2 separate regions of the Oryctolagus cuniculus genome follow, and region 1 is linked to region 2. Evidence: chromatin contacts called from public Hi-C data. All regions are on one chromosome and are shown on one strand. Each heading gives the region's core, a stretch centred on a gene start, on an enhancer-like site or on the middle of the called end of the contact. The rest is flanking DNA. Distances are from core to core; before and after follow the strand shown. Region 1 overlaps IL1R2 (interleukin 1 receptor type 2). Region 2 holds the start of IL1R1 (interleukin 1 receptor type 1).

Region 1 (2,700 bases), core at 187-2,686, 99 kb before region 2:
GCAACTGAGGACTGTTGCCGTCTCTGAGAGAGATTAATTATAAAAGAACAAATTCCATTTCCATAGCATTCATCTCTAGACAATGTTTTCACACCGTGAAACTAGAACAATTAGACCCTGTCAAGGGGAAGCATTTGCACATGCAAAGAGAGATGATTCAACATTGCACAGTGTAGTTTTAAAATCACACTTTTGATACTCTGAATTAACCTGACCTTTTGCTTGACACATTTTTGTCCTTTTTGGAAGGCTTATCAAAAAGAAATTCTTTCTGTGTGCAATTTACTGGATACAAATTGTGTGTGGTTAGCTCTGCTCCCAAGCCCTTGTTGCGAAATACTTGGCCACAACCAAATGTCCCATGTCAGCTTACTCACACCATCTATTTACTTAAAGCTGATACTTTTTCCTTATAGATGGAGCAAAAATAGTCCTAGCGGGGCCCCTCAGTGATGTTTAGATATGGTGAAGTAGCTTCAGCTTCTTCTAACATCACAAATGGCCTCTCTCTCACCTAGAGCTGTTCTCCCCGTCCGTGAGCAGCCCTCTGATGTCCTTGAGCAGCCAGAGTGAGAACAGAGAACAGAGGTGCAGGGCTGGAGTCCTGGAAACCCCCTACTCTTCAGTATGCAAATAATTTATCAATGAGGGAGTCAAATTTCCCCAGGCTAGACATTTCTGTCTCCAAGGCTGGATCTTTGTTCATCAAGGGCCTTATTCGATGACATTTGCCATTATGCAGACCAAGCTGGCTCCTGTAGGTTCCCATTGTAACAAATGTCCCTATGACAGAGACCAGTATCTTCAATAATTCTCTGACCTTTGGAAGCAGACTTAGAAATTCTCCCAAATGAGTAATGAATACAGTGGCTCGAGCTCCTACCCTCGGGAAGTTGGAAATCACAATGGGCACTTCCAATCACACAGGACTAGCTGTCTATGTTGTAAAAGACAAGCTTGCCTTTGACAAACTGAAAGCAAGGGACTGCTTCTTCCCTCAGGGAATATTCCGAAAATAATGAGAACTACATCGAAGTGCCATTGATTTTCAATCCAGTCACCAGAGAAGATCTGAACACGGATTTTAAGTGTGTGGTCCGGAATACGTTGAGTGTTCAGACACTACACACCACAGTCAGAGAAGGTATGTATTTTGGGCACACTGAAGGGAGAAACAAAATGTTGAAAATTCTACAGATGCTAGATAAAGCTTCTTGTTCTCTAGACAGTAACTCTAGAAATTGTTCAGCTTTGTCCATCAGTGGGCAGCTGAAAGCAACATTCTCATTTTCATTTGTAAGTTTTTTTTTTTTTTTGGCTAGGGTAGAGCTGGACTTTGGCAAATCATACTCAAAAAATTTCAAGGCAATGTGAGTTTTGGAAACCAGATAAAACAGTTACGTAATAAACGTTTACATACTCTGTGTCCTCATGTGGTTCTGTCTTAGCTCACTGGGATTTTCTCCCCCTCACATGGCCTCTAGAAGAGGTGGATCGCTCTTAATCTTGAAGTTCAAAACTTCATCAGCAAGAGCTGAGGACTGGGACATACCCAGGGTTGAGGGCAACTTTAAGGTCAGCGTCTTTAGACAACAGGAAATAAGTACAAGGCAATAGCCCAAGTAACCCAGTGTCCATTTAGGGACATTTCTAAAAGATAAAATGAAAAACAGCCATTATCAGTTTTGTCCAAATTGATTTCTTCTTGATGTTTAATCTTGAACAGGAAAGGGAGGTGCCTGTATGCAGTTTCTGTTGACAGCCAGGCAGATAAAGCAGAGGAGCCAAAGGGATTCCCAGGGCAGGCTCACTGGGATCAAAGAACCAGAATTCGCCCCACACCTCCCACTTTGCTGGGGAGGTGGCTGCAGGCAAACTCGAAAGGCAATGGTTTGGCCAAGCCCGGAGTAGGGAATGACGCTTACGAGACACCACGACCTTGGTGTCAGGAACATACTTCCTGAATATCAATGCACATTTATCAGGACAAACAAACTCTAATTTTTTCATTTCTGTGAATCTACACTGGCGCGTCCTGTTTTACAGCCAGGGACTGTCCCGTGCTGACCTGCCTTTCTTCTCCCGACAGCCTCTTCCTCGTTCTCCTGGGAGATTGCACTGGCCCCCCTGACGCTGGTCTTCTTGGTGTTGGGGGGACTATGGATGCACAGGCGGTGCAAACGCAGAGCTGGAAAAGCATATGGTCTGACTATGCTGAAGACTGGCTGCCAAGAATTTCCAGCCTACCCAAGTACAATAAAGGAAATGATTTAATGCCAACAGGAACCATATCCTGTCTTATGGAAGTGCTGTGCCTTTCTGATGGCTCCTGCTTTTCCTCAGCTGTTTAACAGAGCCACTGTCAACGGTGGGTTTGAGTAGGCGGCTGAAGTCTTAGGTTCCATTATTTTTCTTGCAATCAACAGCAGGAGCAAACGTGCACGTGAGTCTGAGCCTGAGGAATTCTCTACCACTTGAGATCTCTTGAAAAGAATGAGATACCCTTGGGCCTGACTCCCCGTGGCAAACATCTGAAATGAGTTTTGAAACTCATTCACGCATTCAAATTTATTTTGGCTAGGCTCTAGGAGATGTTGTAGAAACGGAGAAGGGTAAGATGTAGTTTGCCTTTCAGGAAGACAGAATTTCATTTTGAGCCCGGAAAAGATGATTTAGAAATGCCAAAGTGTAAGAAGCAAT
Region 2 (2,782 bases), core at 78-2,577:
TAGACCTGAACACCCACATTGTAGATAGGTCTGCAATGTCCACAAAATTACTGCACGGTCACTGCCTTCAACCTTGAGATCCTTTTGTTTATTCTTCACATTGTTGAGATCCCTAACCGTGGCTAAATGGGAATATGGCTCATTAATCTACCAGTTAATCACAGCTGCTTGGTAATTACCTAGAACAGGAAGGCATTCTGGGATGCTCTCTGGGAAGGATCCCAAGAAATGTGGGATAATGGCTGCCGGGAAATTGCACTGTTCCTGAGTAGATAAGAACCCTTCCCAAATAAATAGCACTGGATATCAGGTATGACTTGAAGAGCAACCAGATTGGCCCCCTCTCTCTCTGCTGGCCAAGGAATCTTGGAAAAGGTACCTTTTGTGTTCTATCTCCTCATCTGTACAATGGGTCCAAGGAATTAAAGTAGACTGTGTGGCACAGGAGTGCCCAGTGTTGCCATTTCTGTTACTATCACAGAGAGAAGGCATGGATACAGAGCAGGGAGAATTATCACAGAGTACAGTTGGGGCTGTGCTTGAGTGAACAGTGTTGAAGACTGGAAGATAGCGAGAGGCGTGAAAAGGAGGCGGGACGTGCGTTGAGCAGGGACATGTTCAATGGGGAAAGGAGAGGAAATGGCAGAATAGGAGCTGCGGGGTGTTAAGAACAAAGTTGGAACGCTGTCTTCTGGAGCCAGAAGCGGCCCACCCATTCTAGTGCAAAGGGTTCTGGGAAAGGTTGGGAGTAATGGTGGCGAGGCGTGTCACTATCAGCTGGATGGAGGCTTTGAATGCCCAGTGGGAGCGTTGCTCACCTTCTGTCTTGGCCTCTAGGCGGCCCTGTGACAGGCTGGACTCTACCGTATTGAGAATGCTCATCTGACTGCAGGGCACAGGAGAGGTTAAAAGAGAAATAAACATGATACCCCAACAACTTAGTCTCCTCTGGTGGCTGTGGCTGGCATGCATGGAAGCCAGGGGCCCTGGCTCCAACTCCTAGTTATCTTGAGTCCGCCATGTCCAACCTGTGCACTTGGTGTATCATCCTGAGCAGAGGAGTGATCTAGGGGGTCACCTCACCTCCAGGCTGCAGAGCAGAGAGACTTCCATTGTTCTTGGGGCACAAGGCAGAGCCATGGGCCTGGAGCAGGGGCAGAACTGCTCATGCTAAGAAGGACTGACAGGCTGGCCGATGGGGCAAAGGCACGGGACCCCAGGCTTAGACTGGTCAGGACTTCAATGACATGAATGCCTTATCTCCTGGACAGGAGTGGCTGGCCCTGTCCAAGAATAACCCAGGGCCACATTGGGGGGGGGGAGAGAGAGAGAGAGAGAGAGAGAGAGAGAGAGAAACAAGTGAGCTAGCCTTGGCAAACCCTGGAGGCAATGGGCTGTTGGGGGACTGAGTTTCGTAAGGGCTTGGCATGTTTGCTGAATGATTCTGGCTGTGTGCCTGGCTCTGAGTTTCCTGCTCCTAGCTCCCCAGATGTGTCACTGCTGCAGGAGTAAAACCCTAAAAGGCTCTGACACAGGCGTCGCCAGGAGTCCACTTTCCCTGGACCCTCTGACAAAATGTGAGCTGTCGCTCTCGTGGGGCATGGACCTGACCCGCGCTTCTTTGGAGAAAGAACAGGCCCTAGCTGTGCTGTCCAGGGCTGACCCCAGAACACGCTGCTGTGTTTCATAGCCAGCGTCCACACAGCAGCTTTGTTTGGGGGAGGGAATCTTGCCGGGATACCTTGTGCGTTAGCAGCTCCTGCAAGACCGGCGGGCCCCGGTGGTGAAGAGTGGAGACGGTAAGATAACTCATTGCCCTTCGGAGTTTTGTTTCTGTGTTTATTCCTCTAATGTGTGATGTTCTTACACACTGTAGGAGGGATCCATGGGATCGGTGAAGGTGATTTTGTGCTGTTAGCATGTGGCTTTGTAAATACCTTTAACCTTAAGACGTGTCCTAATAAGAACTCAGCTGTGTTTACCTGTGTTTATTCCATGGAAGATTAATCCGGAGACACAGAAGCCCTATATTTTATAAGTATGAACTACTTACAAGACATTCAGAGTTATGTGAGGTTTGCTAAGTAGTGAGTTTTGTTAAGGAAAGGGGATTGGAAACAAAATCTTCCCATCACGGGCTGTGGTGTTAGAATTGAGACTTACTTGATCACTTTCCAGTAAGCTTCACTGGGCCGGAGGAGCCTAATCTCCCTCCTTGTTTGACTGAAGGATTGTACGGTTATTAACAGTACATTACTTGCATTTAAAGCGATAGTACATTGCCTTGGTGAGAGTTGGACACGTTTCCTTCAAGAAGGGCTTAGAATGTCATCATAAAAGCATACACGTGGTTTTTCCATCAGCTTTGCAATTTTTTTTTAAAAGACTTATTTATTTTATTTGAAAGTTGTAGTTACATAGAGAGAAGGAGAGGCAGAGACAGAGGGAGAGGTCTTCCATTCACTGGTTCATTCCCCAACTGGCTGCAACGGCCAGAGTGGCACTGATCCAAAGCCAGGAGCTTCTTCTGGGTCTTCCCATGCAGATGCAGGGGCCCAAGGACCTGGGCCATCTTCTACTGCTTTCCCAGGCCACAGTAGAGAGCTGGACTGGAAGTGGAGCAGCCAGGACTTGAACTTGTGCCCATATGGGATGCCAGCACTGCAGGCAAAGGCTTCACCCACTACACCACAGCGCCGGCCCCAAGCCTTTGCAAAGGTTATACCAATAGTTACAGAGATTATCCTTGGTGTGCTTGTGCATGTGTGTGTGTGTGTGTGTG

The links. A called contact is a pair of places that touch in the nucleus more often than the background predicts.
Region 1: a Hi-C map of an unstated tissue shows a contact between it and region 2, with 4 times the contacts expected there. The contact joins the enhancer-like site here to the promoter of IL1R1 in region 2. A contact is called at or near these places in 3 of 6 Hi-C or Micro-C datasets (liver, psoas muscle and an unstated tissue).

Annotation. Positions count from the first base shown.
Region 1 is chr2:106,680,982-106,683,681 of mOryCun1.1, reverse strand. It overlaps IL1R2 (interleukin 1 receptor type 2), which reads left to right. Exons shown (of 9, transcript XM_008253249.4): 8 at 1,002-1,144; 9 at 2,090-2,700. The coding sequence ends at 2,274. Among named protein-coding and RNA genes, the nearest start is that of IL1R2, 34 kb to the left of the region's middle. Within about 2 kb of position 1,436, at least 2 of the 8 cell types and tissues checked have an H3K27ac peak or open chromatin away from gene starts, as enhancers often do.
Region 2 is chr2:106,582,098-106,584,879 of mOryCun1.1, reverse strand. It overlaps IL1R1 (interleukin 1 receptor type 1), which reads left to right and starts at 1,327. Exons shown (of 13, transcript XM_008253215.4): 1 at 1,327-1,799.